Regions from separate parts of the Mus musculus genome. Here all the other regions are linked to region 1. A link is a contact called in public Hi-C and HiChIP or PLAC-seq data. All regions are on one chromosome and are shown on one strand. The core of a region is the stretch at or near the end of the contact, and the rest is flanking DNA. Distances in the headings are between cores, read along the strand shown. Region 1 holds the start of Kcnh1 (potassium voltage-gated channel, subfamily H (eag-related), member 1). Region 2 overlaps Hhat (hedgehog acyltransferase). Region 3 overlaps Hhat (hedgehog acyltransferase).

Region 1 (4,206 bases), core at 657-3,156:
GAGGGAAATTTTATGGTCTCTCTCTGTCAGATGCCTCTCCCCACCCCACAACCCCCATTGTTTTCACTTCCACAAACAGGTGCATGATCTTGATTGAAGGGTCTCTCTCTCTCTCTCTCTCTCTCTCTCTCTCTCTCTCTCTCTCTCTCTCTCTCACACACACACACACACACACACACACACACACAATCATGTAAAGCTACCCCTTGAGCACTTTCCATCATGCATGGCACAGCTGTAAGATCTTGCCTTATTCAAAGGAACCTACTCAAATGAAGTGGGTAGCCATCAAAATCAAGTTCTCTTTGAGTAGTTTACCTCATTTGTAATAGAACAAAGAACCACTAGACGGAGCCAGTGTTTAAGAAATCACAGCTCTAACCTGCAGGGAGCCGTTATCCAGTGGGAGAGATGCAGCTTTACCTTCAAGTCATAGCACACACCAGTCCTGCCGAGCCATCTTCTGCTGGCAGGAGCGTTGCTTGAGTTATATCCACACAGATAGATGAAAGGTGACATTTATAATGGCCCAATTAATTTAGTCACTCTGAAAATGACATTTGATTTGGCACTTATTTTTTTTTTTTTCAGACAGATTTTGTGAGTTTGAGTGTTTTGCCTGCATGTTTGTACGTGTACTATGCACATGCTTGGTGCCTGAAGAAGTCAGACTAGGGCATCAAATGGTCTGGAACTGAAATTTCAGATGGCTTTGGCCTACTGTGAACTAAACGCAGGTCTCCTGCAAGAGTGCTCTCAGGTGCTGAGCCATCTTTGCAGACCTCCCGCACAGAACTTTAAAGTCAGGATCCCCCCCCCCCCCCCCCCGTCTATTCTCCGCAGTGCTCGACCACTCAGAGAATGCCTGGAAGGAATTGGCTCTGCTTCTGAGATTAAAAAATTGAGACAGTGTGTCTTTGCGAACCATTAAGGTGTTTCCGGAGGTGAGCCCCGGCGTCACGGGCTTCAGCGGCGGGTTTATCTTTGCATTTTATTTTGAATCTTTGTCCAGTTGGAAACTAACCAGTCAAGTAGCAATGCATCCTTCTGTGGGCATTGTCTCAGTCCCCCGCCACACGCACAGCACAACGACAGGTACACATTATGTGCAGTTGGAACACCCCCTCTTCCTTCAGTGAACAAGAGGTCCAAGTCATTTCTACCTGCTGTGAAGCCGCACCTGCTTCACCTGTGCCTTGTGGATGCTTCTCCAAGCCACAGCTATGGCTGTTTAATTAAAATCTGATGTACTTTTACTTTGGGAAGCTTTCAGAAGTAGCCCTCCTCTTTGATGCTGGACAGCCAGTTCCCGTTTTTTGTTTTTTTTTTTGTTTTTTTCACCTTACACACAAATCTTAAGAGATTGTACTGTAGCTGGAAACCCCGATGTGCCAACTCATGTTTTGTTGTTTTTCTTTTTTGGTAAAATGATTGCTCTGTAAGAGAAGACGCCAAACAGGTGAAAGCCATTTATCAACTGAGGAGGCTGCAGGCACATTGATGGTAAAGACAAACCAAAACGGCTCCTGGGAGCTGAATCTGGCAGTCACTCTGTAAGTTGTTGCCCTTAGACACTTGGTTGGTTAATTCTGGGGAAGCTGGATAGACATGCAGCTCATGCTGTTTGCAGAGCCTGAAGGTTCTGACTCCGATCTGACACCGCGTAAAGAAAGAGTCTTCTTGTGACCTTTTCGGGTGTGTGTGTGTATGTGACTTTACCAATAAAGCTGCTCACCGTGCTCTGCACACCCCAGGCACACTCTGGATAACACTTCCCGCTGCACCCAGAGGGTGCCGCTCCGGTTCCAGCCTCACCCCGTGGCTCTTGGTTACGGCTGTGTCCCCGAGGGATGCGCGCACGGTAGGGGGCGCCCTGGACCGGCTGGCTCCCTCCGCCCACGGGAGGCGGCCGCGGCGCACCGAGCCCGGGGCACTCGAGCGCACACCCGGGCGGGCCGCAGCGGGGAGGTGCGGAGCGCAGCGAGGGCGGCAGCGGGAGCCAGCCGCCGCCCCTGCGCTCCGGGGCTGCGGAGCGCATGGGGCGCGTGGAGCCAGGAACGCTTGCGGGCTGCGCACCCGGCCGCCTGCTGCGGTGAGACACGGCGCCGGACGCCCCCAGAGTCCGGCAGTCGGGAGGATGACCATGGCTGGCGGCCGGCGGGGACTAGTGGCCCCGCAGAACACGTTTCTGGAGAACATCGTGCGGCGGTCCAACGGTAAGAACTGCCTTTGGATTTCTGTCGCCCAGGTGGGTTTTGATTTTTTTTTTTTTTTTTTTTTTTTCTGAGTGCGGTGATTGCAGACGCCTCCCGCCTGGTGCCAACAGATGCGGGGGCATCCCGGAGCTCCGCTCACCAGCTTCTCTTGCCTGCGGGCCTGGGAGGTGGGCAGGGCTGGAGGGGGTCTAGTGTGCCCCATCTCTGGAGGAGAGATCTCTAGCCTACGCCTTTGGGGCCTTTTCCCGCGCCCTCCCGCTGTCCTCTCCAGGAAAGCCTGGCATTTGGTGAGAAAAGTCATGCGAAAAGTGGCTGCAGGCTGGCCACCTTCAAGCACTGCGCTCCTGATGCGCACTGGCCGCCTCCCCGCGGAGGCTCCCCGGGAGTCCTGAGGAGCAGGGAGGCCAGAGGTAGCAGCAGAGCTGGGCTACTGGTCCTGGCCCTGTTCGGGTGCAGGGACGTTGCCAACTCCACCTTCCATCCCTTAAGCAGGAAAGTCTGACCAGAAGAAACCCTTTGGCAGGGCTGTCTTATGCACCCTCGCCAACCAGCTAGAGCAAATGGCTCACGAAGGTCCGATGGTTTTTCTGGACTCAGCCGGGGAAACAGAGGGAACTAAGTGGTCCCGGGTACAAATTTGGCATCTATTGTCTCTTTTAAACCCTCCCAATCTTGTCCTCCATCACAAGCCGATTCATTACCCAAGAAACCTGTGCACAAGCACGAGGTTTTTGTAGCTGGGAGGAGAGAGTCCTACTATGACTGATGGAAGGGGAATAATTTTCGACACCTTTTTACTCAGAGATTGCAGTTTCCTATGGTTTATTAGCATGAAGCCCAGAAGGCGAAAAGTCCTCAGAGTAGCGATCCAAAGGGAGCTATCCAAACCTTTCCGACCCACAGCTTGCACATACAGTCCTGGAGATGGGGAGTTGCTGCATACACCTGTTCACCAGGCTACCCAATTCTGAGATCCCCCTAGCAGACTTCTGGGCCCCTCTCCTTCCAGAAGCAGGCGACTCTCTCCGTTGGAGAGGCTGTGGGGACCTAACTCAAGAGCTGGGTTTTGCCAGTGTAAACATGGCGTGCAGCCTTGGAACTTGGGTTGATAGTGATGAGCTTCCAGCTGAATTCAGTTAGGGATTCAATGGAAGGGCGTGAAAACTGACCCCTGCCTCTTATACAGTGTCTTTAATTAAAAAGGGACTTAAGTTTACAAGACAAAGCCCGTGGGCTACCATAGCAAATCTTACCTACTATTTAAGAGCTTTCTTAGAAATTATCTCACCTTTGTTGTGTGCCTCTTAAAGATGAGTACTACTCGGTCATTACCTTTCCCTCCAAGGTTTAAAGGAGTCTTTAAAGCAAGGTCACAGTTACTACCAGGGGCCGTGTGTGTGTGTGTGTGTGTGTGTGTGTGTGTGTGTGTGTAATGACTGCTAAACAGGCAGCCACAAGGTCATAGTCATTACTTGGGTCTGCCCCTCCCTCTTGTGTGTGTATGTGTGTGTGTGTGTGTGTGTGTGTGTGTGTAATAATTGCTAAATGGGCAGCCATGAAGAATTCCTTTGGCATACAAATCTGAAAGCGATGGTTGAAGTTAGTGTATTATTATGGCTTTTAACTGACCCGATATGGGCACTGTTTTGCAGACTTGGGGATCCCACTTGAGGGACGTATAACGTTTGCATAATAAATGCCATGAACATTATGAGAAGTCTGTCTATTGGAGAGGAGGCAGTACCCTGAAGTTAGAGGGAAACCATGGTGCACTCTGTTAGCTGGAGCACGAAGCTGCAGGCTATAGCCAGGGTGGCCTGGGCTTCTAGGGGGAGCTAAAACTCCTAAACCAACCTTCTGATCAGTTGATCTCAGCGCAGTTCCCTGGCGTGAGTATAGGTAGAACGTCGATAAAGCAGGCAGTGTGGAGTATTTTTAGCACTGGCCTTTTATCTCAGCACCTGCTCCGACAGCTTGATTCCCAACAACT
Region 2 (3,997 bases), core at 140-2,639, 410 kb after region 1:
ACATGTGGAGTTGAGGGTGTGTTGATGGATGAGGATAAAGACAACTCTACCATAGACTAAACCATCTATCTCCCATACTCTGCAACGAAGGCACTATGGCCCTTCCTTCCACTCAGGATACAAAAGTCACCTGACAATGTCCCTTGAAATGAGTGGCTACTGTGTGGGTGGGGACTACATATGTATGTCTTTGTGTGTGTATATGTATATTTGAAGTTTTATATATAAAAAAGTATATGTGTATACACACACACACACACACACACACACACACACACACACATTCTTATAATATACTTGCCTACTACTCACTGAATAGCCTACAATGGTTTTGAATTCAAAGGCAGTCCTCCTGCCTCAGTTTCTGGAGTGCTGTGGAATTACAGGCATGCATTACCATGCCTGGTTTTCATTCCTCCATGTTGAAGCAATCTGACAACGGTCTGGAGGGGCCACTGTCCCAGTGACAGACAAGCCTTTGAAGTAACCCTGAACAAACAGCCTGGAAGACGCCATCTTCTGGACTTTCCACTCTGCGGACAGAGGCACGGGCAGCCTTGGGGCAAGGGTCACCTGAAGGCAGACTGTGGCTTCTCCCCATGGGTTTCTAACCCCTCTTCCAGGCCTGCCTTTGTCTTGGGCTATAAATAAACACATGAAGCAGATTCCTTGGAGTTTCACTCGAAGGGGCAGAAAGAGAGAGTATAGACTCTTTAGTGCTGTCGAGCATCGCCTAATCGCTAATAAAAAGATCCTTGAAGACTCAGTTTAATAACCACTGAGATTTCCTGGCTGCCTGCCTGTCTTCCTACCTTCCTCCTAAGAGGATACTAAAAGCACTTACATGCCTCTCCAGGCCACATGAAATGGGGCAGAGCACAGCAAGCCGGATGCAAAAGGGGTGAATCTGGGGGATGATGTGACACACACACACACACTCCTCCTTCCCCTGCAAACTGAAAGGGACAAGGGGACATCCTCCCCTTTCCAGAAACACTCTCCACCCTCTGGTCTATCAGCACCTCTTAGACATAAAGACCAGCATTGCCATTGGGAGCAGGCACAGCTCCTCTGATGGACACACAGCTCCTCTCCTGAGCAACTGCACTATCTGTTCCTCCTGGGATGCCTGCCTCTCACCCACATCCTACCCACTGTTGGCCCTCATTTTCACACTCATTTGTCATGGCTTCTTGGGAAATGTGTGCTATAAAAGGACCGTGTGCAACGTGAAGGTCACTGTACTGGTGCTGTGCCTTGGGCCCTCTAGAAAAAAGTGTTCTGAAGACAAGTGCAGTGGAGAAATGCCAGGAGGCCTACAGAGGTATTTCACTCTCCATCTGCATTTGCGGTGCAATGACACAGGCAGCCATGCTGGACGGGGCCTCCCGGAGGCAAGAGGAGAGGCTCTGCTGAGAGCAGACCTCAGGTTCCCATGGCAACATAGAACCACATGTGAAAAGTCTAGTTAGTGGTCACACAGAAAAGAAAATTAACAGCTGGATATACAATTACAAGGCAAAAGAAACTGGCTGCCCAAAAAGCTCTTCTCCCCAGGAAGAATGCATCTGTCACAGCCTCCAAGTGTTTACCTTAGAGACATATTATCTACGTCAGACCCCCATTGCCTTATGACCAAAATGGAGACCCATCAGCCTGGCTCTACCGAAGTCAGCCTTGAACTGGCTCCTGCCTGGACTACCTTTTGAATCACCTAGATAGACTCCACCCTTTTAGTGACTTCATCCTGGATCTAGGCCCTGTAGTCCTTCCAAAGCCTACCTCAGCCATGTTTCCTTCTACTAGGGTCCAATACTCACTTCAAGGAATATTTTTCTCATCTAACCTTACTCTTTGATGTGATTATGTACACACCTTGGTTGTTGAGACAGTGTCTCTAATTAACATGAAGCTTGCCAAGTAGCTGGGCTGGCTGGTTAGAGAACCCCAAGAAGCCACCTATCTCCACAGCCCCAGAACTGGGATTAGAAGCATAGTCCATACCCAGCTTTACCCACCTGGGCTGAAGGAACTGGACACAGGTCCTCCTGCTTGTAAGGCAAGCTCTTCACCAACTGAGCTATCACCCCCAGCCCTCTCTCACCCTTTGATTTCTTATCTCTTGGAATCACATGTTCATTGCAGCCTAACACATTTCTTTATACTTCCTGTGCCAGGCTCCTGTACTGTAGACCACTGTTTAGGTGGAGGACAAGCAACATCTGTCACGCCACACAGGAGAAAATCAAAGCTCTTCTAACATCAGGGACCCCGAGAGAGAGACTACAGCCTTCATCTTCTCCTGTTCTTCCCGCCCTCCTCCTCACCCACTGGATGTAAACACTGCCTACAGTGACTGCAGCAAGCTGACTTGATAAATGCCCACCACCCTCACACACTACCGCAGGCTTACCCCCATTCCGCCCCACCCTCACCCTCACTGTGCTCTCAGAAATCCAGTTAAACCACTCACAGAGGTTCCTCAAACAAACAAGAAAGCTGACAGGGCCTGGACGGTAAGACATTTATCTGCTGACATTTTTCCCAGGGGAGCTGCCAGAAGTACCAAAAACTGGGAGGTTTATCCAAAAAGTGAAACAACAAATTTTAAGATTAAAGCACACCTTTAATCTTAGTACTAAGGCAGCCAATGCAGGCAGATCTCTATCAATTCTAGACACATACACACACACACACACACACACACACACACACACACACACACAAACACCAATCTACATACTTAGTTCCAGGATAGCCAGGGCTACACAGTGAGACTCAAAACAAACAAGGAAAAATTAAAAGTTAAGTTGGGAATGGTAATTTGTGACCTTGACTCTTAGAGGCTTTTCAGGGGGCCACCAACATCAGGTGCATGTGAGGGTGTTTTCACGGGCCTGCAGGAGGATGACTCTTTTGCCCACTTTGGGGGCGCCCAAGTCAAGTTTTCTAGAAAAATAAAAACAAAGCAACAACAAACCAAGCCCTTGTTCTCCAGCATCCACACCCTCCCTCACCCCAGTGTGTTGGTCACAGAGAAGTCCAGAAATCGGGATTGTAGTTGGGAAAGGACAAAAGACACCCATAAGGAGTGCCTTTGGCTGGGGAGATGGCTCAGTGGGTGAAGTGTTCTCCTTGCAAGCATGTGGAACAGAGTTCGATTCCTAAAGCCCCATGTAAGAAAGCTGACCACTGAGGGCCATGTTCACAATCAGCTTGCTAGCAAGGCAGCCTAATACCAAGATCCAAGCCTGTTAGAGACCCTGGCTTAAAACATAAGGTAGACAGAACCTAGGGAATGACATCAGTGATAGTCTGTTAACCTCCACATGCACACAAGTGCACACCACACAGGTACAGGCACACACACACCCAGGACACTGGAGCACAATGGCCATGAAAAGACTTTTCTGTAGGGAGCACAGATGGGGTTCAATGGCCAGAATGTGAAGCAAGTGAGATAAAATAGTGGTGATATCATGCAAGCAGTGATGTCATAAGGCAGTGATGTCATGTAGTGATGTCATACAGGCAGTGATGCCATACAGGCAACAGTGAATAAGCCAAGCCTGATGGCTGCTGGAGGTGCTGAGGAGGCCATTCCCATTCTGGGCTGAAAACGAGGCTCTGACAAACCAGCTTTGGTGGAACTGTTGCAGCTGCCTCTCGTTCATCACAATTACGATTCACAGTCCCTATCAGAGAAGATGCCTTTTAGAACTGGGTGCTGGGAGGGGAAATTGATAAAGCTTAAGCTTGGACACAAGTGACAATAACTCTGAGACGTTTGCTCCCCACCCCTGTGCCAGGGCAACACTTACGGAAACAAAGCAAGACTATCGCCCTGTGCTCAGGAAATAATAGCACGTTTCTCAGGATGTGGTGAGTGCTGGCTGGCCAACACCACCCACTTAAATGGCCCCATGATGACCAAATGCATGCTTGAGTGCACATTAGAGAGTAATACTTTAAGAGCTGGCATGATACACACAGGAGC
Region 3 (4,113 bases), core at 1,285-3,784, 490 kb after region 1:
ACTAAAACTTTAGAGGAGTAATGAATTATAAACCACTAGAAGACAGGAAGAGGGGCATCCAGATAATGAAGCACATGGATTGTGGGGGACCTTGTTTACTACAGAACACAAAGTGCTAGCTGGCAAGGGCCAAAACTGGATATCAACATTTTGCAAATCAATAAAAACCATCTCAGTCATACAAGTTATTAACACTGAAGACAAATCTAGGGGGAATTTTAACAAAGACCAGGATTATCTATGTGGCCTCCCAAGTGTCTCCTGTAGCTTGCTCTTTAGTTGTAAGGGGGAAAAAAGGAAAGAAAGAAAATGATTTTGAGAAAGTGAGTAAATCAGACAGTACTTCTGAATAATGAAAATTAATACGACCAGTAAGAACAGTGCGATATAAGATGCCTCCAGTCTGATACCCTAAAAAGGATGCATTTCTCTCATGTGTGATAACTTCTGAATTGAAACAGTTCCATCCCAGATGAGGGATCCTTAAGACTCAGAAAGGCCACAACTTACAAGTCTCAGAGAGTTCCTAAAATTTACCAGATGTACAGGCCCCTCCATCCTCAGTTATATAAACAGTAAGGACTACTGGGAAGAGAAGAGACTCTTAACTTGTCATGCTGCCTGTGGATTATGTACAGAGCTTCAGGGATGCAGCTTTCATGAATCATCACCCATGGTGAGGTGGGCTTTTCAGTAATGCAACTACATTAAGAATCCATGCCCCTATAAGTAGCCCCTCTGTTCATATCTCCCCAGGAAATGTCATACAACTTCTTATATTATCACTGTTCAAATACACAACATAAACACATGTCCTTGCTGGAGTTATAGGCATTTGTGAGTCACTTAGTATGGATATTGCAATACATGCCCTAGTCCTCTAATAGAGAGATAAGTACTCTTAACTGCTAAGCCACCTCTCCAGGCCTAAGACTCAACATTGTTGAGGGAATGGATAAAGAGACCCTAAAATGCCAATCCAATCAGTCTAGTACACTTCCACTCCCCTCCCAGAGAAATGAGCTCTAGGGGACTAACTTAGTGTTCCTTGATGACAAATCTACAGGTGGAAAAGCTCATGTTCTTTAGAGCTCACCCACTTCTACCTGCACCTTCCATACATGGTCTTGCAAAAATAAAGCCAGTCATCTCCTCAAAGATGAGCCCACTAATCAGCCACAGCTCTAAATTATCACTAGGATATGCTTCTCAACCAAGTGTATGTGTACATATGTGTGTATTTGTGTATACATATGAGCAATTGTGCATGCACATGTATGTCTGAGTGTGCACATATATGACTGTAAGTGTGTATATGTGGATGTGTGTATATGTGCACATGTGTGTACATGTGCACGTGAGTGTACATGTGTGCCTGTGTGTATACATGTGCGCCTGTGTGTGTACATATGTGCACCTGTGTGTGTGTGTGTGTGTGTGTGTGTGTGTAGAAAGGTTGGTTAACTCTTGCACCATGAATCCCAGAAATCTGAACACAGCTTTTGCACCGTGGCAAAGTATTTATTGTAAATGACAGAAATATTTCTATTCTCCACCTTCATTGTTAAATCTTATTGCCTTTTCCAGTGGGATTTTCAAAATTATATGTTAGAAGATGTATAGTACATATGATTAAAAAACAAACAAACCACTTCCTTGACTGAGATGGCCACAGCTGATCTTCACATGAGGCCTTACTTAGTTCATTTAGAAAATAAAATACATCGACTAACACCATTTCTTCTACTTTGTGTTATAAACATTATTGATCTGGAGCATAGTCACTAAACACAACTTGATATTTCACGCTGCCTTTCCTTACCCTACAGACAGACACACAGCAGAAGTTGGAAAGAGCCACTAAGCTGAAGCAGACCTCCAGCAGCCTTGGAAGAAAAAGCTTTCCAGAGTTTCCCTTCACAGAGGGAGACAATCCCAGCCTGAGCTCACACAGTGTAGATGCAAGTTCTTTGAACACATACATTTTCGACGACCATCCTACACAAGCTAGTTAGAACTTCAATAACTTCAATGACTGTGCAGAGGTTGGAATGTTGCAAGTCCAAGGCCCAGTTAAAAATTTGCTATCTTGGGCTGTTGAATAGTCATTGTTCTCCTCTACCTGTGACTTAATGGCCTTGTGACTATCACGCCAGCTTCCACCAACCCAAAAGCTAAGCGTGTCCTCAGAAAGCAACAAGAACTACAGCAGACTGTCCCCAGTTTGCTATAACCCACCACCTGACCCATGTATTTGAGAACTATTGATTCATAATGTTCTTTGTTCTATTTCTATGTTAATGTTGTAAGATTGCTACCTCCTTGGAACATGGCCTTCGAGAAAAGCTGGATCTGTGTTCCCAGGCTGTGGTTATTTGTATTTGGTTCTAGAATAAACCATCCTGTGAGGTGAGAGCTGCATTTTCACAGACACTGGCCATAAAACTCCTAAATAAACTCAGCACATTGCTCAATGCATACAGCTGGTACCCTGCTTGCCAGCTTGTCTTGCCAGTCACTATCAGGGCTTGAGTCATTACATTACACTTGCTTGCCTACTATCTACACAGCCCCAACACCTTCCTAACAGTAGAAATAAAGGCCTGTGGACTTTGCACCAAAATAACTGTAGACAGATTCACAGTAACAAAAAAGCCTCTGAACCAGAAGGTGGCTATTGTTACACAGTCGCTACCTTTACTGTTAGTAAGCCCACCAGAGCATCCAGGGCACAGTGAGGTGGATACAAAAGCCAATGGCCCAAGCATCTGCAATCACAAAAGAGGTTGTTGTATTTATGCAGTGTGGGAGCCTTGGAAAATAACCTCTGGCTTTGAATCAGCCAGAAGCCAGGATCTGCCTGATTGGGTGAGGAAGGGAGAAGGGGCCTCACAGAAGCCACTGCTGTGAGCACATTACACCCTTTAAGCAGTGAGAAATTCATCTAATAAATGGATTGAAGCCTGAAATCTAATTAAATCTAAAAGAGGTATCAGCCTGAAATGCTAATAAGTTCACACGGTAAAGGCGGAGCTCTGTTGCACCTGCCTTTAATAACACGCTGCCTTGAAGTGTTTTCTGTAGTCACTCAGGCAACTCCGGGATGTGACCTGAATCATTTCCAAACTCGATTTCAGATGTAAACACCTTTATTCAGGAGATCTGTCTCACCTTTTTCTTACCACACAAAGCGAGTAAAAGGATTCGAAGTCTTAAGAACTGGACCATGATTGTAAGAAAAAGGAAAATTCTGTAAGGAAACCCAATTGCCTTTTACCCAGGAAAACCACCTAGCTGCTGGCACCCTAGGTTTAGAATCATGCCAATGTTCCTGCCTCATTAACGTCGTCAGGGCTTTCTAGAAATGAATTTTTCAACTAGTCCACCCTAAGCTGGAGCCCATCTTCAGCCCTTTTAAACACATACTTGTTTAATTTGGGTTGTGGGCAGAGTTGAGAGGAAAATTTGTGGAAGCCAGTACTGTCCTTCCGTGGTGTGAGTACTGGAAATCAGACTCAGGCCATCAGTGAGTGACTGTCCGCTGAGCCAAGCAACTGACATCTTGGGGCCATAGCTGAGTCTGCCTTGGAAATGGTCACCGCAGCTGTTTTACATATCTTCCCCCATTGCTTCCCCTGTCACCTGCAAGCCCCACCTCTGCCCAGAGTATCCAGCTGCACCCTACTAACTGGCAACTCTACATGTGGCCTGGGGAGGGGGTAGAGGGAGGGGGCTCCATCTCAGTGGTTACAGGGACACTCTGATCCTCGCTGAGTAGGGTTTTCCAGACACAGTCATTAGTGGGGGAGCACCCACACCCCTTTAAGTAACCTTTCACCTATGCTCTCTAGGGGCACCCAATAGAGTTTACTGATTCTTTAGAGTGAAATTTGGTGGACTTTGGTGGAATTGTGCTTTGATTTGCCATTGGGACCTTTGGAGAAGGGGCAAATATGGCGTATGTCTCTCCTTGGGAAGAAATTTTAGGAACATTAGACCCAGTGCCTTTATCCACTGAGCCATCTCATGGACCCCTAGAACCTCATGGTAGTCATCATTAACCCCGAGAGCTCATCCTCAGCCACCAAGATCTTTGCCCACCACAGCCCCAGG

The links. Hi-C and Micro-C count contacts between places; a contact is called where the count stands out from the background. HiChIP or PLAC-seq counts read pairs in DNA pulled down with a chosen protein or histone mark.
Region 2: a contact with region 1 is called in a Hi-C map of proximal limb bud, with 3 times the contacts expected there. The contact joins the enhancer-like site here to the promoter of Kcnh1 in region 1. A contact is called at or near these places in 27 of 39 promoter capture datasets (the 3T3-L1 cell line, the C10 cell line, the HPC-7 cell line and 14 more), 8 of 15 datasets of contacts at CTCF or cohesin (CD8 T cells, the NIH/3T3 cell line, embryonic stem cells and 3 more), 228 of 484 Hi-C or Micro-C datasets (the AML12 cell line, the AtT-20 cell line, B cells and 111 more), 30 of 115 datasets of contacts at active chromatin or transcription factors (PVALB interneurons, SST interneurons, Th17 cells and 19 more) and 3 of 9 other capture datasets (adipose tissue, liver and pancreatic islet).
Region 3: an H3K4me3 HiChIP or PLAC-seq map of embryonic forebrain shows a contact between it and region 1, with 7 times the contacts expected there. The contact joins the enhancer-like site here to the promoter of Kcnh1 in region 1. A contact is called at or near these places in 12 of 39 promoter capture datasets (the 3T3-L1 cell line, the C10 cell line, the SN4741 cell line and 8 more), 2 of 484 Hi-C or Micro-C datasets (bone marrow-derived macrophages and tail fibroblasts), 10 of 115 datasets of contacts at active chromatin or transcription factors (SST interneurons, VIP interneurons, embryonic basal ganglia and 6 more) and 2 of 9 other capture datasets (adipose tissue and liver).

Annotation. Positions count from the first base shown.
Region 1 is chr1:192,188,871-192,193,076 of GRCm38.p6, forward strand. Kcnh1 (potassium voltage-gated channel, subfamily H (eag-related), member 1) reads left to right here and starts at 1,907. Exons shown (of 11, transcript NM_001038607.2): 1 at 1,907-2,216. The coding sequence starts at 2,138.
Region 2 is chr1:192,603,217-192,607,213 of GRCm38.p6, forward strand. All of the region lies in intron 9 of Hhat (hedgehog acyltransferase), which reads right to left. Among named protein-coding and RNA genes, the nearest start is that of Gm31011, 89 kb to the left of the region's middle. Within about 2 kb of position 1,390, at least 7 of the 459 cell types and tissues checked have an H3K27ac peak or open chromatin away from gene starts, as enhancers often do. A contact at or near this core is called in extraembryonic ectoderm and proximal limb bud, where this site is marked.
Region 3 is chr1:192,679,862-192,683,974 of GRCm38.p6, forward strand. The region is part of intron 8 of Hhat (hedgehog acyltransferase); the gene reads right to left. Among named protein-coding and RNA genes, the nearest start is that of Gm22265, 64 kb to the right of the region's middle. Within about 2 kb of position 2,535, at least 8 of the 459 cell types and tissues checked have an H3K27ac peak or open chromatin away from gene starts, as enhancers often do. A contact at or near this core is called in embryonic forebrain, where this site is marked.